Regions from separate parts of the Sus scrofa genome. Here regions 1, 2, 3 and 5 are each linked to region 4. A link is a contact called in public Hi-C and HiChIP or PLAC-seq data. All regions are on one chromosome and are shown on one strand. The core of a region is the stretch at or near the end of the contact, and the rest is flanking DNA. Distances in the headings are between cores, read along the strand shown. Region 1 holds the start of NOL6 (nucleolar protein 6). Region 2 holds the start of APTX (aprataxin). Region 3 holds the start of SMU1 (DNA replication regulator and spliceosomal factor). Region 4 holds the start of BAG1 (BCL2 associated athanogene 1). Region 5 holds the start of DNAJA1 (DnaJ heat shock protein family (Hsp40) member A1).

Region 1 (5,236 bases), core at 1,097-3,596, 210 kb before region 4:
GGATGCAATTTTATTTATTTGCTTTTTTTTTTTTTTTTGTCTATCTTTCTAGGGCCGTACCCGCGGCACATGGACATTCCCAGGCTAGGGGTCAAATCAGAGCCTACGATGGAGCCACAGCAATACAGGATCCAAGGTGCGTCTGCGACCTACACCATGGCTCACACCAACACTGGATCCTTAACCCACTGAGTGAGGCCAGGGATCGAACCCACAAACTCATGGTTCCTAGTCAGATTCGTTAACCACTGAGCCATGACGGGAACTCCTTTTCTTTCTTTCTTTTTTTTTCTTCTGTCTTTTTTGGGCCACACTGGTGGCAAGTGGAAGCTCCTAGGCTAGGAGTCGAATAGAGCTGCAGCTGCAGGCCTACACCACAGCCACAGCAATGCCAGATCCACGCTTCATCTGCAACTGTATCACAGCTCATGGCAATGCCAGATCCTTAACCCCACTGAGTGAGGCCAGGGATTGAACCTGCATCCTCATGGATACTAGTTGTTTGTTACCACTGAGCCACAATGGGCACTCCTATTTGCAATTTTAAATGAAGGCAGGGTCAGAAGAAACCACTTGAGGTTATGTTTAAATAAACAGAGGAACCAGCCTATGAAATGTTAAAGCAAGAGCATTATTCCAGGTTTCTGACTTGTGATCCTCATGTCTTATTTATCTTTATCCTTGACACTGAGCACAGAGCCTGGCATTTAAGGGTCATCAGATGTGGAGTGAGTGGTTGACTGATCTCTCACCTCTGTGGTCTTCCTTAAATTTCAACTGTGGTTATTCCTCTTCTTGGCTAACTCAAACTCAAATCATGCTTCAAGACTTAGTACAAGTCCCATCTCTTCCAGGAAAGCTTCCTTAACAATCAAAACACTCTACAGTTATAAAGAAGGAAGTCCTGCCATTTGTGACAACATGATGAACATTGAGGGCATCATGCTAAGTGAAAGAAGTCAGAGAGAGACAAATACAAGTATTGTAGTATTGCATATGTGGAATTCAGAAAAACTAAACCCAGGGTTTCCATTGTGGCTCAGCAGGTTAAGAACTGGTCTGTGAGGTCCATCTCTGGCCTCGCTGGTTGAATTAAAGATCCAGCATTGCTGCAAGCTGTGGCCTAAACTGAAAATGCAGCTCAGATCCCAGGTTGCTGTGGCCGTGGTCTATGCTGGTGGCTGTGGCTCCCATTCGACCTCTAGCCTGGGAACTTCCATATGCCACAGGTGTGGCCATAAATAACCAAAAAAGCTAAACCCATAAAAAGAGAAATTGGATTGGTAGTTGCCAGGGCCTGGAAGGTGGAAGAAATGAGATGTTGGTTAAAGGGTACAAACTTCCAGTAAATGAGGACAAACTTCTAAGTATCTAATGTACAGCATGGCTCTGCAAAATAGTAAAACATAAGTACACAAAGACAAAGCAAATTTGGCATTTATTAATACTAGGTTATGATGGGTAGGTGAAGAGTATATGGATGGTCATCATATTCAGCAAATTTGGAAAATGTAATAGAGAAAAGCTATTACAATAAACCAGGCACAAGACGTGCGAACTGGACTAAACTTGGCAGTAAAAACAGAGGAGTTCCCTTGTGGTTCAGCGGGTTAAACATCCGGCGTTTTCACTATAGCAACTGGGAGTAACTGCTATGGCAGGGATTCCATCCCTGGCCTGGGAACTTGCACATACTTCTGGTACGGCCAGAATAAATTTCTTTAAAAAACAAAGAGACAAGAGTGAGTAAATTCAAGGTATATTTTAGCGGTAGAACAGATAAGACTGGTTAACTGGGAGTTCCCGTCCTGGCTCAGTGGTTAACGAATCCGACTAGGAACTATGAGGTTAAGGGTTCCATCCCTGGCCTCGCTTAGTGGGTTAAAAATCCGGTGTTGCCGTGAGTTGCGGTGTAGGTCGCAGATGCGGCTCGGATCCCGCGTTGCTGTGGCTCTGGCATAGGCCGGAGGCTACAGCTCCGATTAGATCCCTAGCCTGGGAAGCGGCCCTAGAAAAGGCAAAAAGACAAAAAAAAAAAAAAAAAAAAAAAAAAAAAAAGGTTAAATGGTAAATGAAAAAAGAAGAGGAATCACCGGGGTAAATAAACAAACGCTCACCACAGAAACTCAAACCAGCCCCGCCCTTACCCTTTAGACCCAAGTGCAGGAAGTGAGGGAAAGGAAGCTGCGCCAAGCGTCAGGCAGGCTTCCGGTCTGGCGTCGCAAAGAAGCCGGAAATCGGAGAACCCTGTTTGGCCCCTCCCCCATAGTGGGCGGTCTTGGAGAGTGACAGAGCCCAATGGCGAGCGAGTCGATGGGCACTCACCCAATGGCTCTGGAGCTGGGCGGAGTCCTGCGCCACGAGGCTTGCTGACAATCGTGCCAGCATTTCTGCCCGTGCTTGGGCATTTCTGCCAACGTGGGAAGAAGTTGTAGAGCAAGCGGAATTTAAACCCAAAGTGCCAGCAGGATACCAGAAGGATGGGGCCCGCACCTGCGGGAGCGCAGCATCGCGGAACTGCTGAGGAGCCGGAGGTGGGAGAACCATCTGGGAGGAAGGAATGCAACATGGGGAGGGGGGAACGGCAGAGCCTGATAGCTCGCCAACAAGGGGCACTAGGGCGGTACCTTCTGGAGGAGCCCCATTCCCCCAATGTTTCCAGCCCGGGGTACCGAGACAGGGCTTGGTAAGGGAGATGGATAGAAGCACTAAAGCCTATTGAGCTTCTCTCTTCCCTAGCTCTACACCTTGAAATTGAAGTGGCCCCAGCCCCCACCCCACCACACCCCACTCCACTCCACTCCGCAGCTTGGATCATTTCCCTGACCAGGTCCTCCTTGATGCTGGGTGGGATCTAGTTCTGGGCTCCCCACATGGTGGCGCTCCTAGAGCGCTCCAGTAAGGCTCTTCCGGGTGTGGGAACCTGGAGGGGGGCGGGGCCCGCTGTAGGGGAGAAGGTTTAGGATCCCTCAGATCAGGGTTTGAAGCCTTCTCACAGTATAGGCATACCAACTGTGGAAGCTCTCGGGGCTTCGTTCTAGCGTTTTCAGTTAGGATTGTTGTGAGAATTGGATGATTTACTGTATATCCTTCAAAACCAGTAGGCTCTTTCCATTACTGAGCACTTAATGTATCCTGAAGTCTGTTGTTGTCAGGGCTTGCATGCTGTCGTGGTGTGTGTGTGTGTGACCTGGCAGGGTTTAGATAGAGTAAGAGTGGAGATGGCATTTGCAAAGTCCTAGGACTAACCCAGCAGCAGAAGCAGCTCCTTATACTTGAAAGCACAGGAGCTTAGGCATTGCATTGGGCAGGGTACAGCCAGCTACCACTCCTATCAGCTCCAAGCAGAGCTCCATGCTTGTGCTGTCAAGTATACGGGGAACCCTCAACTCAAGGAGTTTTTGGTCTAGAGCTCAGTAAACTTCTTCTCCTTCCTCTTCTGCCACAATGTGATATGGGATCTCAGTTCCCAGACCAGGGATTGAACCAGGCCACAGTGGTGAAAGTGCTAAGTCCTGACCACTAGATGACCAGGGAACTCCCCAAGAGCTCAGTCATATTCTTTTTTTTTTTTAAGGGCTGCACCCGTAGCATATGGAGCTTCCCAGGCTAGGGGTCTAATCAGAGCTATAGCTGCTGCCCTACACCACAGCCACAGCAACACCAGATCTGAGCTGCAACTGTGACCTGCACCACAGCTCACAGCAACACTGGATCCTTAACCCACTGAGCGAGGCCAGGGATCAAACCTGCAACCTCATGGTTCCTATTCAGATTCGTTTCCACTGCACCACAATGGGAACTCCAGTTATATTCTTTTAAGTGAAAATTATTCTGTTTTACACATTCTAACTTCTATTCAAAGGAGAGACCAGGAGCAGATGAAGTTTTTACCCACATCATCTTTTACCCACATTGTACCATGGTGGCCTGTCAGGCATGGGTACTAGGTATCTATGATCTCACCCTGGCTTCTCCCTCTCACTGACCACAGATGATGGAGTCAGCTCTCGAAGGCCCAGTCAAGGAGGGGAAAAGGGATTCCTCAAAGAAGCGTCCAGTGGCTGGGTCTCCAGTGGGTCTTCTGCAGCCAGTGAAACTCAGCCGGGCAGAACTGTACAAGGAGCCTACCAATGAGGAGCTGAATCGCCTTCGGGAGACTGAAAGTCTGTTCCATTCCAGCTTGCTCCGATTACAGGTACTGAGTGGCTGGGGCATGGGTTAGAGGGGCAGGCTTGAGCCTCTGAGGCTGAAGTACTCTCCCTGCCCCTTCTTATAGGTAGAGGAGCTACTAAAGGAAGTGAGGCTATCAGAGAAGAAGAAGGAGCGGATTGATGCTTTCCTACGGGAGGTCAACCAGCGAATCATGAGGGTGCCCCCAACCTCTGAGACAGAGGTAAGGCAGGTAGTGAGGGGAACTGGAAATTCCAGAAGATGTCCTTGGAGGCCTTGCTATTCTAGGGTGCTGGAAGCTTATTCTCACTGTCTGGAGGCTCAGCTGCGAATGCAGTCAATCATGTGTTCGTTCATTGATTTAGCAAACACTGTGTGCCTTGCAGTAGTTATATTCTTAGGACACATCAGTGAACAACGCAGCCTATGTTGTAGTGTTGGACTTAATGGACGATAGATAGTGAACATGACAAGGCAGTGTTAGAAGGTGGTAAACATTATGGAAAAGGGAGGGGAAGAACAAGGGACGGGGACTCTGGTACATTCTTTGCAATGAATGAGGGTGGAAGGAGGTGAGTTCAGAAAGATAAGGGAGGAAGGGGCTCATCATGCAAGGCATTGTGCACCAAAATAAGGACTTCTACTGTTGCTGTGGATAAGATGGGGAACAATTGCAGGGTTCATTTTTGTTTTTGTTTCCCTTTTTTTTGTAAAATGATGATGTGATCTAACTTCAGTATTAAAAAGTTCACTCAAGGGAGTTTCCATTATGGCTCAGCGAGTTACAAATCTGACTAGTACCATGAGGACATGGGTTTGATCCCTGGCCTCGCTCAGTGGGTTAAGGATCTGGTGTTGCCACGAGCTGTCGTGTAGGTTGCAGACACAGCTTGGATCCAGTGTTGCTGTGGCTGTGGTGTAGGCTGGCAGCTGTTGCTCTGATTTGACCCCTAGCCTGGGAACTTCCATATACCACATATGTGGCCCTAAAAAACAATGACAACAAAATTAAAAGAAATAAAAACATAAAAAGTTCACTCAGGCTCTTGTGTTAAAAGTAGAC
Region 2 (5,209 bases), core at 1,188-3,687, 240 kb after region 4:
ATGCTATGGGTGCAGCCCTAAAAAGACCAAAAAAAAAAAAAGCTACAATGAGATATTATTCACACCCATTAGGATGACTACTATTTAAAAATAAACTCCAAATCAGAAAATTAACAAGTGTTGTCAAGGATATGGAGAAATCAAAACTCTTATGTACTATTGGTGGTGGAAATGATGCAGCTGCTATGGGTTGTTCCTTGAAATATTAGAAACAGAATTACCTTATGAACCAGCAATCTCACTTTGGGGTATAGATCCAAAAGAACTGGAGGCAAGCTCTCAAAGAGATATTTGTACAACCATGTTCATAGCATTATTCCTAGTAGCCAAAAGTTGGAAGCAGAAGGATAAAATGTGGTGTATACATGCAGCAGAATGTTTTTGAGCCCTGAAAAAGAGAGAAGTTTTGACACTTTACAAGTAAATGAACCTTGACATTATGCTGAATGAAATAAGCCAGTCACAAAAAAAACAATTACTGTATGATTTCAGTTACATGAGATACCTGGAGTGGTCAAACTTATGGAAACTGAAAGTAGAATGGTGGCTGCCAGGGGCTGGGGGAAGAGGAAATGAGTTGAGTTTCGGTTTTGCGAGTTTAAAAGGTTCTGGAGGTAGATTTCATTACAATGTGAATATGCTTTTTTCTCTTTCTTTTTCAGCCGCACCTGCTGCACATGGAAGTTACTGGGCCAGAGATCGAATCTGAGCCAGAGCCGTGATCTACACCACAGATGTGGCAATGCTGGATCCTTAATTCACTGCAACACAATGGGAACTCCTAATGTGAATATACTTAACAAATTGAACTTTATACTTAAAAATGGTTAAGCTGCTAAGTTTTATGTTATGCATGTTTTGTCACAGTTGAAAATTGAGAAAAATTTAACTTGGGAAAAAGAAAAACAAAACAAAACACCAAAGCCCTGAGCAAATCAACAAAACACACTTATCACAGCATATGGTTTGAAGCCTTTACCTCCTACCAGTGAATCTCAAATTTAACCATGTATTAGGATATCCTGGTGGGCTTTGGTAAACAGATTGCTGGACCCGCCCCCCCCCGAGTTTCTGAATCAGCCTGAGGTGAGAACTGAGAATCTGCATTTCTAACAGCTTCCCAAGCATTTAGAGGCCACTGCTACTGTCATAAGGATAATACTTTGAGAACTACTGCACTAGATAATACCACAGACTTACTCTCTATTAATTTCTATATTTATGTTTGTGATAAATCTTTAGTTCTGGAGTCCTTGAAAATTTTAAGTGTCCACCATGCCCTTAAGCCATGCATTATGCCCTGTGATCCTTCTTCTTGGACCAGTAATTTGCTATGGACAAAGGGCTAGAGCTAATAGGCTGGGCAACAAATCTCTACCCAATTCTGCACAATATATGGTGAATTAATCCAATTCAGTTGTGACTGTGACACACAAAGGCAGGTCAGGTAGAAGCAGAGGCTAAAAGAAGCTTAATTCTGAGGGAGCCCCAAAAACTGGTCACGTCACCAGAGTAGGCTCTCTTTAACCTCGAGCATTGTGAACCACATTCCACAGCCATGAGGCCTGTGTGGCCACTTAGATGCTTCCTGTGCTCCCCACTTTCCGGGGTGGCCCTAATAAAAACCTGCATCTTCTTTGCTAACAAGGGCAAGTCTCTCTTCTGTGTTTCCTGGAAGATCCTCCTGCTATATCTTGATAGCTTCGATATCTCCATCATACCTTTGAGCGTCCGCTTTCCTAGGTAAGGAAGCAACATTCCGAACGAGATAGGGATTTTTTTCATTTGCCAGAATGCCTTTGAATAATTGTAATATAAGACTCTGGGAACATCCTGGAATTGCGATAAAAATCGGAAAATATTTCATTCCAAAGATCCTGATTTTCTCCTCTGCCCCTCAGCCAATTCATTTAGTGAAAAGAGCATTAAAAAAAAAATCTTTAATATTAAAAAAAAAAATCTTTGCAGGTTTCCCCGCCTCTAGCCCCTCCAGTCCTATCTCTTCCAGGAAAGGAGAAAGCAGACTGTAGCTTTGAAAGGGGGTGAGAGAATAACGCAGGTAATTTGTATAGCGGAAAAGTCGCGGGCTTTTCCTTACGAAAAGAATGCCAAGAGGCTGCACAGCTGCCTAGACACGGCCACCGAGAGGACAGCTGCCTGGTCTCTGCCAATTCAGAAACCAAGAGGTGGTGACAGAAGTGCGGCTCTCGGGTAGAAAGATGCGGAGAGAGCCCGTTTTCAGTGGGATAACTGCCAGGAGCGTCCAAATTCGGACAGCGGCCCACTAAGCAATGAAGTGGGGCGGGCACTTCCCTAACCGGGCATCGGGCGAGACCCTCTCAGCCAATCTTGGGACAGACGATGGTAACGTCACTGGTTGCACTCCAGCCTGTCTCGCGACGTCATTCCTCAGCGCCGGAAGTTGTGCGTCATGGAGGAGTAACGTGAGCTTATCCCCTCTGCTGTCTCGAGGTAAGGCAGTTGTTGGCCTACCTCCTCCGCTACCCTGCTGGCCGGATTGAAAGCCGTGGATGTGGGCCTCAGGTTGGTCCCCTACTGCCCCTGAGTGACGTTCTCACGGCTTCTGTCGGCAGGTGTTGCTTCATTCTAGGGCTTTGGGTGTCCCATTTCTCTCCTGCTGTGTTTTGGCGGCTTTCACGTTGGTTTCGTCACACAGCGTTCTTTCTCTTGTGCCCATCACTTGTGTCAGTCGGAACACAAGCAGAGGAAAGATTAGAGAGTGGGCACTGTCCAACCCAAGGAGGCGGCTCAGCCTGTCAGGACGGATGTTTTCCCCAGAAACGCTCCCTGAAAGGAACTTGAGGGCCCTTCACAGCGCCCTCGACAGGCCTTATAGGAAGGTCAGAAGATGCAAGCCTTTTCTCACAGACTAGTGAGTGACTGTGGTTCAAGAAAACAAGGATGTAGGAGTTCATGTTATGGCGCAGTGGTTAACGAATCCGACTAGGAACCATGAGGTCGCGGGTCGATCCCTGATCTTGCTCAGTGGGTTAAGGACCCGGCGTTGCCATGAGCTGTGGTGTAGGTCGCAGACGCTGCTTGGATCTGGTGTTGCTGTGGTTCTGGCGTAGGCCGATGGCTACAGCTCCAATTGGACCTCTACCCTGGGAACCTCCATATGCGCGGGAGCGGCCCTAGAATAAGCCAAAAAGACAAAAGAAAGAAGAAAACAAGGATATAATTTCCATATGGAATTAAATGTGGTCCAGATTTGGGGCCTTTTGGTTTATATTGGATATCACTAGAACGTTTGAGACAGGCTTCTTCCTATGGGGAGACGAAACAGATTTGTGCCCTTTCACCTTAGTTGCAGTCAGTGCTGTGGATGGTCATTTCCTTAGCTCCGCTTTCATCCTACCTCCACTGTTAACAAGAGTGATACTAGTGTTGAATCCGTGTTTTTTGCCAGATGCTGAACTTTTTACATCTTAATTTAGCCCTTGTGACAATGCCATGGTGTAGAGCAATAATTAATATCATTTTACAGCTGAAGAAGTAAAGACAGCGTAGATAACTGACCTCAAGTCACATGGTGAGTAAGGTGGAGGAGGCAAGATTTGAACTCTAGCAGTTGGACTTCGGAGGCTTGGATGTTATCCACTGTTTTATATCAGTTTTCTTCAGCTTATTAAGCTCCCATACACCTTACTCTGTAACTATTTACTATGTTAGGGAGAAAATTGAGGTTATTACACGTGCTCCTCAAATTTCTGCCCCTCCTTTCCCTTCACACAAAGTAATCTAGATTTATACTTACGTTTACCTTTCCTTAAGTGTCATAGGATGAGCTGTGTCCTGATCAAAGCAGATTTCTTTATCTTTGCTTCTGACCTTTCTTTTATACTTGTGAGACCTTTTCTGCCCATATCTATGTCCCAGTGGTGTATAAACAAGGTCAGGTTTCTCAGATCCTTTCCCCCTCAATCCCAGCCAGAAAGAAAGAAGTGATCCATTTTCTTTTAGCTCTCATCCAGTAACTCTTTCCCCCTTTTTATCCAAACTTTTGAAGGAGTATTCTAAATTCTGTTTCCAACTCCTTACCTTGGTTTCCTGCAGTGTAGCTTTCAGACCTATCCTTCCCCTGATATTTTCCCTGGGGTGGATTACCTAGGCAGATAGATGTTTTTCAGTTGATTACTGGATCCCTTTGTTGCTTTTGAAACTTGTTAATATTTCTCCTGATTGCTTTTTTTTCTTTGTTGTTGTTGTTGTTGCTATTTCTTGGGCCGCTCCCGCGGCATATGGAAGTTCCCAGGCCAGGGGTTGAATCGGAGCTGTAGCCACCAGCCTACGCCAGAGCCATAGCAACGCGGGATCCGAGCCGCGTCTGCAACCTACACCACAGCTCATGGCGACACCGGGTCCTTAACCCACTGAGCAAGGGCAGGGACCGAACCCGCAACCTCATGGTTCCTAGTCGGATTCCTTAACCACTACGCCACGACGGGAACTCCTCTCCTGATTGCTTTTTACGGCGATATACCAGCTCCTTTATTCAGCATTTCTGTACGCTTTATTGCAGTACAGAGATGAACAAGTTAGAGTGCTTTCTCTTAAAGAGCTTACGTTCTAGCTGATTCTCATGTGCTTTTCTAACCAGTCATTTCTCCCGTGAATAGTCCTTTTTTTTTCTTTTTTTTTTTTGGTCTTTTCGCCTTTTCTAGGGCCTGTTCCTCTGGCATATGAAGGTTCCCAGGCTAAGGATCTAATCAGAGCTGTAGATGCCGGCCTACGCCAGAGCCACAGCAACAGCAACACCAGATCCAAGCCAAGTTTGCGACCTACACCACAGCTCACGGCAACACTGGATCCTTAACCCACTGAGCAAGGCCAGGGATCAAACCCGCAACCTCATGGTTCTTAATTGGATACGTTAACCACTGCGCCATGATGGGAACTCCTTTTTCTTTCCCTCCCCTTTCCAGTGGATAGTCTTTTTCTTTGCCTAAAGTGTTGGGGGTTTCCAAGGCTTGTGATTCTAGCCACTGCTCTTTTCATTTGCTACACACTGCCTGAATGAGCATATTAACTGACTTTTTTTTTTTTTTTTTTTTTTTCTTTTTCGGACCGAATATTCAGCGTATGGAAATTCCCGGCTAGGGGTCAATTTGGAGCTATGGAAATTCCCCTGCTAGGGGTCAGTTTGGAGCTACAGCTGCTGCCTACACCACGCCCACAGCAACTCGGA
Region 3 (5,141 bases), core at 1,974-4,473, 170 kb after region 4:
GATAGAAATTAATCTGTGTAGAGACACTCCCCCCATTTTGGCTGCACCCACAGCATATGGAATTCCAGGGTCAGGGACTGAATCGGAGCCACAGCTTTGACCTATGCCACAACTGTGGCAATGCTGGATCTTTAACCCACTCTGCCAGGCATGGGATCAAACCTGAGCCTCAGCAGTGACCCAAGTTGCTACAGAGACAATGCTGGATCTTAACCCACTGCATCATAGGGAGAACTCTGAGAAACCCCTCTTTTGACTCTACAGCCAGGACCACATTGCTCTCTAAAGATAGCAGTCTTGCTCTTTGGAATTTACAAGAAAGCATATTTTGTTCAAAGTTGGAAAAGATGGCTTTCATTCAGATGGGTATACAAAAAAGATGAAGGCCCTCTGCATGAAGGCCCTGCTCTGGAGTAGGAAGTAGGAGTTAAAAAAGTGGAGGTTGAGCAATCCCACTCTTGGGCATATATCCGGACAAAACTCTACTTAAAAGAGACACATGCACCTGCATGTTCATTGCAGCACTATTCACAATAGCCAGGACATGGAAACAACCCAAATGTCCACCCACAGATTATTGGATTAGGAAGATGTGGTATATATACACAATGGAATACTACTCAGCCATAAAAAAGAATGACATAATGCCATTTGCAGCAACATGGATGGAACTAGTGACTCTCATACTGAGTGAAATGAGTCAGAAAGATAAAGACAAATACCTTATGATATCACTTATAACTAGAATCTAATATCCAGCACAAATGAACATCTCCACAGAAAAGAAAATCATGGACTTGGAAAATAGACTTGTGACTGCCTGACGGGAGAGGGAGGGAATGGGAAGGATCTGGAGCTTGGGGTTATCAGATACAACTTAGAATAGATTTACAAGGAGATCCTGCTGAGTAGCATTGAGAACTATGTTTAGATACTCATACTGCAACAGAACAAAGGGTGGGGAAAGAAATATATACATGTAAGGATAACTTGATCCCCTTGCTGTACAGTGGGAAAAAATAAATTAAAAAAATAAAAAATTAAAAAAAAGTGGAGGTTGAGTTAGAAGAACTCTGAGTCATGTCTTGCCATGAGCAGGTAGAATTATGCGATAATTTTTCTCTAGACTTTGCCTTGTTATCATGTTCGATAAAATGGGTCTAACCTAAGAGAAAGGGACAAACAGTTGCCCAATTTTAGCACCTAAATATTGACCTTGCCTTCTACTTCCTTTGCCCATCTTATTGGGGATCTCTCTCCCATACACCTCTCCTTTTTAAACTATCTGGACACCTGTTAGCCTAGTTTACAATGGCAGCTTTCCTGTGGTTGGCCTGCCCTCTGCTGGATTAAGGAGACGAATTGCAGAGACATGCACTTCTGGGAAGGGCCAGCTTTCTGGAAAGGGGACGTGATCAGGAGACTGGATTTCCCTTGGGGTCACTCTAGGCTGTTTATTAACCAGAAATTAGGTCTAGGAGGCTGTGACCCAGCTCTTGAGTGTGCAGTGTATTCATCTTCCTTTTAGAGGTTAGAAATTGTCTGTGTTGTGTGCCTGTTTGAGGTTCTTTATCCATGTACAGGTGGAGAGATGTGAGAGACCTCATTTGTCTAGTGATAAAAATGAAATATTCTAGGAGTTCCCATTGTGGTGCAGCAGAAATGAATCTGACTAGCATCCATGAGGATGCAGGTTCAATCCCTGGCCTTGCTCAGTGGGTTAAGGAGCTAGTGTTGCTGTGGCATAGGCCGGCAGCTACAGCTCTGATTCAACCCCTAGTCTGGGACTCTCCATATGCTGTGGCTGCAGCCCCCCCCACCCCAAAAAGACAAAAACAAAATAAACCAAAAAATGAAATATCCTAGACAAGTTGATATTTAGCAATTGTCACAGTTTATCAAATTGCTAATAAGGGATCAGCAAGGTAATAAAGCTTATGCTTTGGGTATGGGAATGATATGGAAATTGATGGGTTATATAGTTGGGATACAGAAGATTTACATAAGCAACTAGTTTAGTGGGGGAAGAAACTTCCTAACTAGGTAAAGAGTGCAGTTTGATTATATAAAGTAACAAATGTCATAGTCAAATCTGCTGTTACAGAGGAAACATGGATGAGGATAGTTTGTGATGCTGAGCATTGGCTGTCAATCAGAGATTAAAAGTCAGGAGTTCCCTGGTGGCTCAGTGGGTTAAGGATCTGGTGTTGTCACTGCTGTTACAGATCCCCCTGGGGTTCAGTTCCTGGCCCTGAGAATTTCACATGCTGTGGGAATGGCTTAAAAATACAAATTTTACAACACAGATTTCTTACCATTGTGCTGCAAATATTTTTTTAAAAATTACAAAGGATGGCAAAAAAATATTTAAAAAAATAACCTACATGAAATTCATTAATATCTCTACTTTTCACTTGTCTCTGCTAATTTAATTACGTATGGCTTAAAGTCTATTAAAAGAAGTCGCAAATCTCCTTTTACATATTTGTATTTGCCTTCGTCGTTTTTCTTGTAATTGCATCACTGTTGTGAAACCATTTTCAAGTAAATACTTAGTTGGAAATGCTACAAGTAATCTAGCTCTTTCGAAGAAGTGAATATGCAAATCCCTAAGGCCCAAACTTAATCAGATTAATTTAAATGTGTTTTGGCTTTAAAATCTTTCATTTATTCACTTAAACTTAATGAACTCTTCTACAAATGTTGCTAACTGGGCCACTGGTTTCCAATGTCTTAATCTCCCAGAGATGTATTGTAAATCCAACTCTTTTTTTATTGGCTACATTCATGGCGTATGGAAGTTCCAGAACCAGGGACTGATTCCGAGCCGCAGCTGTAACCTATGCTCTGCGCTAGTTTTGAACCCATGCCTCCTCAGCAACCTGAACTGCAGCAGTCAGGTTCTCAACCCACTGCGCCACAGCGGGAACTCCCAATCCAACTATACCTTTAAATCTAGTCAACTAATTAAAAAGTAAACCAAAAAAGAAAAATTTTAAAACCAGTCCTTTAAGGATAACTTCCCCTCCAAGAAAAAGAAAGGATTCTATAGGAGCCGGTGCCTATGTTCCAACTCTCGACAGAAGAGTTGAAGCTCCGCCCCTCACGTACTCCACGCCCCTCTTCCGTACAGACCGCGCCCAGAGCCTGCGTCTGACGTCGAGCGGAAGTGACGTATAGGGGCCGCCGGAGGTGTCGTTGGTGCGTTGCGCGGCTGGGCCTTAGAGTGGAGTGAGGCCTGCGCTCAGGAAGCTAGAGCCATGTCGATCGAAATCGAGTCCTCGGAGTGAGTCCTGCAGTGGGAATGTTACCGAAGTGGCCGGGGCCGGGAGGCAGAGGGTTGCGGGGGTGGGAGTGGGAGGTGGTGGAAGCTGCTCGGGGGAGGCGTCCGAGAGGCTGGGGAGCGGAGGGGCATTTCCTTTCCTATAAAGAAGCTTTTGGGATCTGGCTACCTTGGAGGTGGACCTACAGAGAGGTAGCAGATGAGAAGCCCAAAGCCCTGTGGAAGGTGGCGCGGGGCTGGGGGAAGGAGACTCCTGGAAAACCTGAATTCTAGCCCTCGCCAACTTCTGCTGTACCTTGTAACTGAGCAAATTAGCCATCCTATTTGGATTCCGGTCTATCAGCACAAGGGGGCTGGGCTCGACGCCATCCATCTCTTCCCGTCCCCATCGAACACCGTGGTGGTTTCCTCCCTGTGCGTGCACCGTCCTTTGCTTTCTTCTGCACAGCTTTTGGTATCGTCACCGTTTTTCTGCCCATCCTACTAACCTGTATAGCTCCTAGGGACTCGTTTGCATTATAGTCCCAATTCCCAGCCCATCGTAAAGGCTCAATAATTGCTTTTAGAATGAATGAACGACTATTTTATCAGGTTCTGTCTGGCGCTGAATTTTATTTAGCGTGTGAGCTCTGTAGTCACAAAGGAGGGACAGAATTTGGAGATTGGGCAAGGAGAATGATAAATTTGGGAGAGAGGGGGACTAACGAATGATTGAAGAAAGTCTTCAGTAAACTTCTCCAGGACTCCATCCTCCACCTTGTTCTTGCCAACGCTTAGTAGTTAAGTCAGCAGACAACATTTGTGTCCTGAGTGTAAAGGAGAGGACTTGTCCTGAAGATCTGCCATAGGAGGAAGGGAGGTTTATTCATTTAGCAAATACTGAGATCTACTGTGTATATTTGTTCTAGCCCCTGGGACTGTAGTAGTGAACGAAACAGACAATAACCCTTGCTCTTAGGGAAAGTACATTGTGATGGGGAAGGCAGACAGCAGACAAAATCAGTAAGTAAGATAGCTTAGCAGATGGCTGTAAGTGTTGTGGAGAAAAATAAAGCAAAGATGGACAGTGAAGACAGTTATGGCAGGAGTTGGAAAGGAATCCACCCTTTGGGGCCTGAATAAAATCGGGCACTGACCATCCTCCCAGCCTTGGCTGCAGCATGTTTTTGTGATCAGTAATTGCTGCTATTTACTAAGTATTCTCTATGCTAGTTACACTATGTGTTGTAGTCAATCCCTTTGATCAATCCTACAGGGTAGGTATTTTTCTTAACAGATGAGGAAACAGGCAAAGAGATGTTAATTGACTTGTCTGCAAGTCACAGTTAGTGAAAGAACTCTGATTGAAATCCCAGCCTATCTCCAAAGCTTTTAGCTCTTTGTGTATTACATTGTGTTTGAAGGAAGTGAATTTGATTTTGGTTATATCAAATTTGAGTTCTTTGCAAGGATGGAGTCTCATATTAGGAGTGTAAGTGGAAGTGTCCTATGGAAGCCAGGGATTGAACCCGAGCCACAGCAGTGGCAACCCCAAATCCTTAGGCCATCAGGGAACTCCTGCAGGAACTGTTTTTAAGAGGGTATTTGGGGAGTTCCCGCTGTGGTACAACAGGATTGACATTGTCTCTGCAGCACCAGGACACAGGTTCAGTCTCCATCACAGTGGGTTAAAGGATCCCATTGCCATAGGTCACAGCTGCAGCTCCGATCTGATCCCTGATCTACAAACTCCATATGGCTCAGGGCCGCCAAAAATGATAAAAAAAAAAAAAAAAAAGGTGTTTGCTTTCCTGTCTGGGATGATGCTACCTGCCACACTGCCAGTTTGAATCTTTTTTTTTTTCCATTTACCTCTGTT
Region 4 (5,147 bases), core at 314-2,813:
TCATATTTTGCTACAAACTCTCCTCCTCCTCCTCACATGTGTTTTCCCCTTACTAGACTGTGAACGTGTCTTCTGTACCTCTCACCAGCCCCTATCACCAGGCCCTACTTCCACTGGTACTTGAGTTAGGCTGTCACAGCACCTTCTGCAGGTGCTGCCTACCTTACCTTTGCAGGACCCTCTCTCATCTTTTTGATCTGATCCTTATACTTCACTAGCTCAGCATCCAGGCGAGAAATCTTCTTGTCAATGGATTCTGCCCTGCTGTCCACCTTGAGGGAAAAAAAAATATCAAAGGCAGTGGTAGTTATGGCAATACATTTACATGAAAAGTGGCAGGAGAGGAGTGAATAAAGAGGAATTAAAAAAAGGAAAAATAAGAGCATAAAGTGAAAGGTGAAAACAGATATTTCTAATGGTGGGGAGGAAGATACCCGGTCAGAAACACTGGTGGGGCTTTTATAAACTATACCCCAGATTGTAATATTCCAGAGTTGCCCTCAAGTGTATTTGAGCAGAAAAATAATTTGAGAACCCCTCGTCTGAGTTGAGATTTCTCTAGAATCAGAGACTAGTCCAGCTGGGGGCTCAATCAGGAAATAGGCCAGTGCCCAGTGGATCCAGGCTATGGCTGTAGATCTATTTGCTTCAATAGAAAGTGGTGGCTTAACATAAGAGGCCAGGGTTCTGAATTTTGTGTTACTGAGATTCAGAATGTTGAGGTAGGATATCAAACCGAGGATGGGGACGTGAGAGAGGGATGAGCGATGGTAGAGGAATTAGGGGTCGACTGGACGAGGTGGGAAGAGTGTGTGAACCAGTGAGGGGATAAAGAGTGAGTGGACGCGGGCTTCAGAAGGGGTGGGGCACGAGTAGGGCGAGACAGCGATGGCTTAGGGGGTCCCTGATTTGTGGCGTCACGAATGACCTGGGTAACAAGAACCAAAGTGGGGTGGCGAGAGCTGAGGTGTAATGAGCCCGGGCCCCGGAATGGAGTGGAGGAGTAGAAGCCTTGGGTGGGCGGGGTCGAAGTGTCAGAGTCCCTGAGCCTAGTTATGTGTGGTAAAGTGCCCACCGTGCCAATGCAGTCGGTCAAGCTGGGCGGCGGAGCCTTGGGTTTCGCTTTCCCGAAGAATCGGTTCATCTTGAACAGCCGCAAAGAGAACCTAAACACTGGAGCAAAACCAGAAACGGAAGCAGAGTCACCTCCGCCTCCGACTTGACTTCCGGACCCTGGCGCAAGCGCAATGTGCCTATTGGCGTTTCCCGATCCTTTTTCCGGATCTTCAACTGGGCCTTCCGGGGAAGGAGAGCGGCTGGAGGTAAGAGGTGAGGGACGCACATTCAGCAGGGGGCGTGGCTTCAATGGCGGTCGTGGGCGTGGCCCCAGAGGAGCCAGGCGGAGCCTCGCTGAGTGGGTGGGGCCTGGGGGCGGCTTCCTCGGAACAGAGCCCGCAGAAGCCAGCTGGGCTGCTCTGAGGGGCGGGGCCGGCGGGCCCGGGCGAGGCGGGGAAGGGGACCCGCGGGGTGGCAGGACGCCAAGCTAGGTTCCCACCGCTGGGAGGACAACAAACGCGGGTCTGGCGGAGAGCGGCGGCGCTCGGAGACCGCGAGGCGACCGGGAGCGGCTGGGCCCCCGGCGGCGCGCCCCTCGGCCGGGCCGGGAGCCGCGTCAGTCGGTGCCCCCAGCCGAACGCGGTTCGCCTCCCTCCGAGCGATCAGCTGTCCGGAGTGTGACCAGAGGGCATGCGGGATCCACCAGAGGTGCCGCCGCCTGCTCTCGCAGGCCGCGGATGAAGAAGAAAGCGCGGCCTCGCTCGGCCGGGAGCGAAGAGGTGACCCGGAACGAAGAGGTGTCCCGGAGCGAAGAGGTGGTCCGAAGCGAAGAGGCGGCCCTGAGTGAAGAGGTGGCCCGGAGCGAGGAAATGGCGGCAGCAGGGCTCAGCGTGACCGTCACCCACAGTGAGCGCGGGCTGCGGTGGGCTTGATCCCGGGCTACGAGAGTCCGTCGGGGTCTGTGGGTTAGGCTATGTGCCCTCTCGAAGTGTGTGTCCTTGTGTTTGGTGTCGGGACGCATGGGATCTTGTCTGGCCATGGGGCCGGCTTTTGTACGGGTCTTGTTTCGGCACACCTTTCCATGTGGCTGGTGTATTTTATCTCAGAGCGTTTTTAAGATCCACGATGTCAGTGCTTCACGTCGTGGGTTGTGGTCCTTATGTGTGTTACAAGTGTGGGCCTGCGTAGTTGTTGGTCTTTATGCCAGGCTTGAATTTGGCCATGTTGCTTCTGATTGCTATGTGTAACTCCTATCTACTGTTTGAGTTCGTTGGGTTCAGGCATACACTCTGGGCACCCTTTGGGTCTGCTTACTGTTGGAGTTGACACAGAGCTAGACAAGATAGTTCTCTAGAGAGCTGAGTTCATGGGGTTTCTTCAGGACCAACTGGTAGAGACCTCAAGGCTTCAGAATCTGTAGACCAGGATTCTAAATTCTGCAGGTTTGAGTGACCTTGGAATAGCTCCTTTCTAGGCAGCTCTTTCTTCTATGTGAAGTAGAATTAGTAACACCTGTCCTGCTGACTTCATGCGGCTGTCGAGCAGACTTAAGTGTTGGCATAATGAGCTGGACACAGGCTACCTCCTTACTGTCCACATACCCAGAAAGGAATCTTCCAAAAAGAAGTTTTCTGCTGTTTCAGTTTATTCACTCATTTGTCTGTTTATTGGGCACCAGCCATGTATGTGACCAGGTGCCCAGTGGGAGAAAGCTGAAGAAGAAACATTACAGCAAAGGAGACATAGTTCCTGACTAGTACAACACAGAGTAGAGGACAGAAAGGCCACAGGAGAGAGATGGCTTGTGAAGAAAAGCACAGATCTGGAATTAGACAGATCTGAGGTCAAGTACTGACTCTAGAGTTTGGTCTCATTAGACAGGTCTTAACTGGACTGAACTCAGTTTGCTTATCTAGCTGTGAAATGGGGAATAATAGGACCTATTTCATGGGGTTGTTCTGATGATTAAGATTGCATAAAATGAGTCTAGTCAGCTGCTTATGAATGTTAAGTGCTTAAAATATTAGCTGATTATCACTGATACTGTTAGTTACTATAATAAGGAAACAAAAATACTTGAGCAGACCTTGAAGGCTGGGTAAATAAACTGTCAGCCTATATTGATTTGTGTGAAAGAGTTTTCTTTTTTCTTTTTGTCTTTTTTAGGGCCGAACCTGCAGCATATGGAGGTTCCCAGGCTCAGGGTCGAATCAAAGCTGCAACTGCTGGCCTATGCCACAGCTACAGCAACGCCAGGTCTGAGCCAGTTCTGCAACCTACACCACAGCTCACGACCTACACCACAGGTCATGGCAACTTAGGATCCTTAACCCATTGAGCAAGGCCTCATGGGAACTAGTCAGATTCACTTCCGCTGAGCCATGACTCCTGAAAGAATTTTCTTCATCTAAACCTTCTCTATCTCCCCAGGCAATGAGAAGCATGATCTTCAGGTTATCCCACAAGAGGGCTGTAGTGAACCAATTGTCCAAGACCTGGCCCAGGTTGTTGAAGAGGCCACAGGGGTCCCACTGCCTTTTCAGAAACTCATATTTAAGGGTAGGTATTTCTTTTCCAGCTTTGAGCCCTTACAGCCAAAGGACCTATTTAAAACTTCTTAAGCTTACCTAATAGTGATTCTTAGTTTTCAAACTGGGACAGTTCTTATGTGCTTGTTCATTCATTCATTCCTTCAACAAATTTTTATTGAGGACCTACCATGTACTGAATACTTGCAAACATGTGTCCCCATTCAGCTACATGAGAGTGGCAGAAATATTACCACTTTTGATGAAGCACATGGGCAGTCTTTCTTGGGTAACTTAGAGCCTCTTCCCATTGTGTGTTCTTATGGCACTCCCTACCACTTCTTCATAACTTGTATTGCATTTTGTTTTGTTTTTTTTCTTTTTTATGGCTACACCTGCGGCATATGGAAGTTCCTGAACCAGGGGTCGAATCCGAGCTGCAGCTGTGGCCTACGCCACAGTCATGGCAACACCGGATCCAAGCTACATCTGTGACCTCTGCCACAACTTGTGGCAGCACCAGATCCTTAACCTGGGAGTGAGGCCAAGGATCAAACCTGCATCCCCATAGAGGCAACATTGCTGAGCCACAATAGGAACATGACAGTTACTATTAAATAATTGTTTTCATAGTCACCAAACATCTGATAGAATGACAAATTCCACGAGGGTGGAGATACTACTGTGTGTCCAGTGCTTGGCATAGTGCTAACACAGACAAGTGCTGAACATACTTACCAGGGCCTGGATGTGGCAGGCTAAGTGGATGATGCTGATTTAGGCCAGGACACACCCACTCCTATCCCTATTCTCTGTGTTCCCATTCTCATGGCAACCTGTTATTTTGGTATCTGATGGGGCTAAACTTATCCCATTTGGTGCCAGTCATAAAGAATTTAGTAATGGGAAGCATTTTTATTTATGCCTCATAGTGTAACTCCTGTCTTTTCTTTTTAAAAACATTTGATTTTAGGATTATAAAGGCAGTAGAAATCCATGTCTCAAAATAGAGGAAAACACAAAAATCAAAATATTCTCCTGAATAAACCCCTCTGTAACAATTAAGTATATTTCTGTCCAGCCTTTTTTTTGTTTCTGGCATCCTGAAGTGTGGGTTCTTATTTGTGCCTTTTTTTATAACATTTTTTCCTTATAATACTGTGTCATCAACATATATTGTGGCATGAAGTTTCCTGGAAAAAATGAGCTTTAATTCCTGTAATCTTCTATGGTAGTGATATATAGTTAATCAGTCCTCTGTTCCTAAATTTTTGGCTCTTTCTGGTTTCTCGCTATGATGAAGAATAATTATTATGTAACAGTTATTTTGCAGGCATATGTCCAATTATTTGTTAGGGTAAATATCTGAAGCGAAGTTACTGAGTCATATATATACCAGTTCATCCTCTTCTCGTTAGTGAACACACTACTGCTTGTACCCTTGCTGAAATCTGTTTTCACTGTTGTACACTTGATACAACTTGACATAACGTTCTTCTTTTTCAGGAAAATCTCTGAAGGAAATGAAGACACCTTTGTCTGCACTTGGAATACAGAATGGTT
Region 5 (5,506 bases), core at 2,939-5,438, 220 kb after region 4:
CTTTTAAGGTCTAATGGAATGCTGCCTTAAGAATCTACAATTCAGCCTTTTTATTTGATACAACATAGTCCCAAATGAGCTTCGGTTACCTATAGACATCTTGACTGCTATTTTCCCAAGGAACCATTTCAGAATTTTTAATTTTAAACATGTGCTTCCAAAGCACAATTCTTAAAGACTACTTTAACTGCGAGAACATTTTAAGACTTTATTCTCTTTAGAAAATCTATTTCAAACAAGTAACTTGTATTTACTTGAAAAAAGCTTAGAGGTTCAGAGCCAATAATTTGACAGCTCTGGACTTAAAAAGAGGACACTTTAAAATCATATGAAGCCACTGCAATGCCTCTGAAGTTCTAGAGAAGAAAGGAAGTACTCATCTCTGAACAATGTTGAGAAAAAGGGACACCAAATTAGATCCCACCTGTGTTCAAAATATACACATAAAAGTGTGATATTTTGCAAATATTTCTCTAGGAGGTAGGTTCGGGTGGTTTTCAGACTTGCATTCTCCAAGATCTAGGTAGTGCAGTATTTGTCAGTTTTTATATATCCAGAAAAGCTTTGGTCCCATTTCAGTTCTATTACAAGCATTAAGACATACCTTCACATTTGTCACAAATCACATTCTTCTGCAGAGCTAGTTTTCTTGTTGCACCATTATATAAATCTTCTAAAGTTACTGAGAGTTGATGCACAACATTTTTACCTAGAACAAAATATTACTCATTAAAAATCTAAGATACTGCATCTTTTTTTTTAATGCAATCAAAAACATTAACTATGAGTTCCTGTTGTGGCTCAGTGGAAAAGAATCTGACTAGTTTCCATGAGGATGTGAGTTCAATCCTGGCCTCGCTCAGTGGGATAAGGATCCTATGCTGCCTAGAGCTGTGGTGTAGGCTGCAATTGAGGCTCAGATCTGGCATGGCTGTGGCCAGCAGTGCAGGTCTAAATCAACCCCTAGCCTGGCAACTTCCATATGCCTCGGAGTGTGGCCCCAAAAAGCAGAAACAAAAAAAGGTCACTGATAAGCTTGATAAATCCTTAAAAAAAAAAAAAGTTAACTGCAAAATCAACTGAGAAAACCAATGTTACTTAAAACACAATTATTTGCCAATAAATCACCCCAACTGCTCTTCTGTCCCAACACATTCTATGACTCCTTCACTTACTATGGTATTTAGTGAAATTACATCATCCAAAAAGTCTTCACACACTAAGTTCCAAAAACTCATCAAGTTCAGCCAGGAAAGCTGATGTATTTATCCTGTCTCCATATAGGAGTATCGATCCAGAAATGCGCATTTACTGCTGAGCCAGCACTAACTGTTTAAAGGCTAGATTTCTCATTCTTTACCATAGTGCAGTCCAATAAAACTTTCTGCAGTGACGGAGATGTTTTATATCTTGTGCTATACAACAGTAGCCAGAAATCACACATGGTTGTAGAGCATATAAATATGGCTACTGCAGACTAAATAACTGAATTTTTATTTTTAAGATAATCTAAATTTGATGCAGCCAGTGGCTACAAAGGAGTGACATATCTCATCTAGGAATGAGAACTAGAAGATGGCGATCATATAAGGACAGAGGCTACAGAATGTACCTGCCAATGGTTAATAAGTTTCTAACTAGTGATTCTTCCTTCCACAAGGACTTTATCCACCATGAAATACTGCCTTACGTCTAAGTGGGAGAAATTCTCAAACTATCTGATCGACATGAAAAGTAAAGTACCATTACCTTCCTCTTCTAGACCCACCTTTGGCTTCTGTATCACAAATATAATTCTATGTGATTAATTCAGGCATGGTAACAGCTGCCCTTAATTCAGCTTTGTATGTTTCAGAATATAAGAAATAAAGCTTCTAAAATTTAAGGAAAACTTTCGAATTATCACACTTAAAAAATAACCTTTCATTGATCTAATACACACAAAGAAGAGTTTGCCAATCAATTGATTTTGACTGGAAATTGTTTTAAGGTAAGTTTCTTAATATGGCACGTATTTTAGTACAATACAACTGAAGGTAGATTAAACAGAGACCAAGCTTTTTGAAGGCAATGAACCTGTGTTCCAATCCAGACTCTGATGCTGGCTATATGTGACCCTGACAAATATTTAGGATTCTGAACTGTAACTCCCTTCGACTGGGTGTTATTCACTTTTGACTACATCCACTATTGGGGTTGAGGAGTAGGTGTGTAAGTTCTGAAAATCAAAACATATAAAAAGGGTTTTGAAAATTTTATGCTCCTGTAACTTTATTCATTTAATGCTTGACAACTTCAACAAAGTCCTATGTATCTGAAGAGCTTTAGAAACACTCATTTGTTAGCACCCTATTGGCTATTTTTAGTTTCATCCAAACTCATTTTAAAAAACTATCATAAAATGTTTACAGTCAGCTTGCAACATTACACTAACATGTGAACAAGCATTTAATAATATGTGAATTCTCAAGAATTCGCTTTAACCAAATTGGCTAATTTGCTATATGTGGACTAAGTCATTCTTACCTCTCCTTTCTCTCTGCATCCTTCCTCCTCCTCCAAAAAACATATCAAAGATATCCATGGGGGAGCCAAAACCACCACCTGCTCCACCTTCTTTAATTGCCTGTTCTCCTCCTTTATCATATAATTCCCTTTTCTTTGCATCAGAGAGCACTTCGTAAGCTTGAGAAATCTGTTTAAACTGTGTGAGAAAAAAGGGGATAAATTTCACCAAAAAAACTCAACTGTCACAAAGCACAGCCACTGTATTAGACATACTCAATTTCATGTTGTAATGGAAATACCATACACCTGGCAAGAACTACCCAGTTATGTTAAAGTGTGAGTATGGTACTCGCCTTCTCTCCTTCATTTGGATTCTTATCAGGGTGGTACTTCAAGGCCAGTTTCCTGTAAGCCTTTTTCAATTCTTCTTGGGTGGCATTGGGTTTGACCCCCAAAACATCATAGTAAGTGGTTTCTTTCACCATTTTCTACAGCCTGAAATAAAAAAGTTCAATTTTAACTACTTTCAACTGGTAGTTTTAATTAGTAAAAATCAAGAGTTTAGGCAAAGAAATTTGTTCTTTGCCAAATCTGATCATAAGAACATCACCTTCCCTAAATTTCACAGAGACGGTAACAAGTCCTTTGATAATTCAGCCATTAAATTCTAACAGACTAAATATAAGCTAATAATTATCAGGGAATAATTAAGAAACCTCCCATACTACTTTGTTCCCACTTTCCACCTGAAAACCTCCATCTCGATTCTTCCTGTCTCCCCTCCCCATTAATGACAGGGCAGTAAAGACAAGACGCACTAATAGGTTCAGTCCACTGTCATTATCATCTTTGGTAAATCTGATAAACCATACACTTCCTAGAAAAGACGTCTGGGCACAAGGCGGGGAGGAAGCTCCAGAAAGCAAGCTCCCCTCCCCCTCAATCCTGAGACTGTTTCTCAATCACAGGACCTACAGCTTCTCTGCTTTGAACGCCGAACCCCTCTTGCCCCACAAGCCAGCATAGCTTACATGTTCTTAGGTTTCCCCCTGCACTTAGCGCCGAGCGTTGGGCTTCCTTCCTTTCTTCCTCCGACTCAGGAGCGAAGGGGTGGGAGAAGCCCAACCCTCAACAAAGAGAAGGAGGGGAGACCGGAGATGCGAAAACCGCAGCCTCCGCCAAGCTCCTCCCGCAGCCCCTCGCCCCTGGCTCCTCCTGCGCGTGCGCGCAGAATCGCCCCCACCCCCACCCCACCCCCAGCGAGGGCGGGCGGAGGGAAACCCGGAGGCGGCAGATCCTTGGAGACCCCCGGCTAGATAGGCGAGGGGAAAGCTTCTGGAACGGTATCGGGCCCAGCCGTTGCGCACCAGCAAGGGCTGCCGGGACACCCCCATCAATTCTACAGAAAGGGAATCGAGGATACAGGAACCGACAGCCCCGCAGCCCACGCGGAGCCAACCGCCACTTGACCGCGGCTCCATCCCAGTTCCCGGAGCCGCTAATGGCGCAGGCCTGGGGACCAGAGGAAGCGTGAAAGCAGAAACTCACCGGTGAGCGGGCCGAGGCCGATGTGGGGGAGCGGGAAGGAGCGCGTTTCTGTGCGCAGCTCGGGCAGCCGCCGCTCCTCCGCCTCTCACCGAGCGTTCTGGAAAGTTCCGCCCGGCGCGCCGCAACCGTCGTCTTTTGTAGCCGAGTCGCGGCGCGTCACCCGCCGGAAGTCCCACCCCCTCCGGCTGCTGCCACCGCCCCGCGGTTACCTGGGCAACGGCGCGGGGGTGCTCGGAGTGGGAGGGACTCAGCTGAAGGGCCTTGTGGGGGTGGGCTCAAGACTGGGTTCCTGCAGCTCGTAGAACTTTCTGGATCCCCTTCCTCCACCCAGCGGGCCCTAAAGTCTGGAAGTCTTGGGCGGGAACAGGGATTTGCCCAGTAGCGCTGCGATTCCGTTCCGGGCCAACTCAGGATTCACAATCAGGAGAGCCGCCGCCACCGCCGCTTGCTAGAGCTCGGAGAGCTGGGGAACAGGGACGCTGGCCGGGGCGGTGTGCGGTACAGGAATCTCTCAGAACAAAGCCTTGCCGCACCTGCTCTCCGCCGGCGCGTTTGACACCGCTTTTGGCGTCTCTAACCGGTTTAGTTTCTTAGACCTGAGGTTCTGGGAAGCCATGGAGCATGAACTTCTGATCAAGACGGTTGTGGGCTCCTGAACAGTCTCAGGCCTTGGATCTTGCTTTTTTTAACGCGCTGTCCAAAGCCTCGTAATTCACTGAACTGCGAAGTTGGAAGAACCCTCCGTGCAAGTTTTGGCCCCTGTACACACGATATATACTTTGGGCCTTGTAATACGTTGTGCTCAGGCAGCTCTAAACAGGGAAACGTTTGGAATACTTTGGTGCAAACCCAGGGCCTTGGAACCTCTCAGGCCAGGCATTCACCTGGTTTGGCTAGCCTAGGCACAGTAACACCAAGAGTGGCAAACTTTTTTTTTTTAAATAAATGTTATTAGAGTTGACTTATAAACATGTTTCAGGTGTCATCAGTTCACTTGAAATCAGTATATCAGTTATACATATAGCCATTCCTCATCAGATTCTTTTCCTACATAGATTATTACACGGATGGTTTTAATTATTGGACCTAACAATTAAGTTCTACCAGTCTGTGAGTCTGAATCTGTAGTTTGCAAAATGAGTCCTTGGGGCTTTCAGATGTTGAGCCTGGGGCATAATGGCAAATGTGGTCTGTTTTCTTTATTTAATAACAAAACATTGGAGTATCTAGCATCGGAGAAGATGTAAAGTTGAATAAGCTCTGTACACATTTTAGTAGGGAGACGAGAAGTGAACTAACTATAAGGGAAGTGGAAGATAGAGTTCAGCGAGGAAAGATCTTGTATGTTCACTTGATGGAACAGAGAAAGCTCCTTTGGGAAAGTGGCAGTTGAGCTGAGTTTTGAAAGAAGAGGAGTATTCCCAGAAAAGGACAAAGTGCAAGGGAACCT

What was found. Hi-C and Micro-C count contacts between places; a contact is called where the count stands out from the background. HiChIP or PLAC-seq counts read pairs in DNA pulled down with a chosen protein or histone mark.
Region 1: a contact with region 4 is called in an H3K27ac HiChIP or PLAC-seq map of alveolar macrophages. The contact joins the promoter of NOL6 here to the promoter of BAG1 in region 4. A contact is called at or near these places in 3 of 47 Hi-C or Micro-C datasets (heart right ventricle, liver and skeletal muscle) and 1 of 2 datasets of contacts at active chromatin or transcription factors (alveolar macrophages).
Region 2: a Hi-C map of liver shows a contact between it and region 4, with 1.9 times the contacts expected there. The contact joins the promoter of APTX here to the promoter of BAG1 in region 4. A contact is called at or near these places in 1 of 47 Hi-C or Micro-C datasets (liver) and 1 of 2 datasets of contacts at active chromatin or transcription factors (alveolar macrophages).
Region 3: a Hi-C map of liver shows a contact between it and region 4, with 8 times the contacts expected there. The contact joins the promoter of SMU1 here to the promoter of BAG1 in region 4. A contact is called at or near these places in 2 of 5 promoter capture datasets (fetal skeletal muscle and liver), 10 of 47 Hi-C or Micro-C datasets (embryonic fibroblasts, fibroblasts, heart right ventricle and 3 more) and 2 of 2 datasets of contacts at active chromatin or transcription factors (alveolar macrophages and skeletal muscle).
Region 5: a contact with region 4 is called in an H3K27ac HiChIP or PLAC-seq map of skeletal muscle. The contact joins the promoter of DNAJA1 here to the promoter of BAG1 in region 4. A contact is called at or near these places in 2 of 47 Hi-C or Micro-C datasets (heart right ventricle and psoas muscle) and 2 of 2 datasets of contacts at active chromatin or transcription factors (alveolar macrophages and skeletal muscle).

The regions. Positions count from the first base shown.
Region 1 is chr10:33,019,689-33,024,924 of Sscrofa11.1, forward strand. NOL6 (nucleolar protein 6) reads left to right here and starts at 2,347. Exons shown (of 26, transcript XM_003130678.4): 1 at 2,347-2,534; 2 at 3,995-4,198; 3 at 4,280-4,396. The coding sequence starts at 2,481.
Region 2 is chr10:33,467,652-33,472,860 of Sscrofa11.1, forward strand. It overlaps APTX (aprataxin), which reads left to right and starts at 2,438. Exons shown (of 9, transcript NM_213734.1): 1 at 2,438-2,456; 2 at 2,459-2,472. The coding sequence starts at 2,438.
Region 3 is chr10:33,396,160-33,401,300 of Sscrofa11.1, forward strand. SMU1 (DNA replication regulator and spliceosomal factor) reads left to right here and starts at 3,224. Exons shown (of 12, transcript NM_001243898.1): 1 at 3,224-3,286. The coding sequence starts at 3,261.
Region 4 is chr10:33,226,065-33,231,211 of Sscrofa11.1, forward strand. BAG1 (BCL2 associated athanogene 1) reads left to right here and starts at 1,564. Exons shown (of 7, transcript NM_001244791.1): 1 at 1,564-1,962; 2 at 3,487-3,615; 3 at 5,091-5,147. The coding sequence starts at 1,794. It overlaps CHMP5 (charged multivesicular body protein 5), which reads right to left and starts at 1,173. Exons shown (of 8, transcript NM_001244744.1): 1 at 1,076-1,173; 2 at 168-272. The coding sequence starts at 1,144.
Region 5 is chr10:33,441,368-33,446,873 of Sscrofa11.1, forward strand. It overlaps DNAJA1 (DnaJ heat shock protein family (Hsp40) member A1), which reads right to left and starts at 4,189. Exons shown (of 9, transcript NM_001244163.1): 1 at 4,057-4,189; 2 at 2,862-3,003; 3 at 2,527-2,704; 4 at 605-709. The coding sequence starts at 2,993.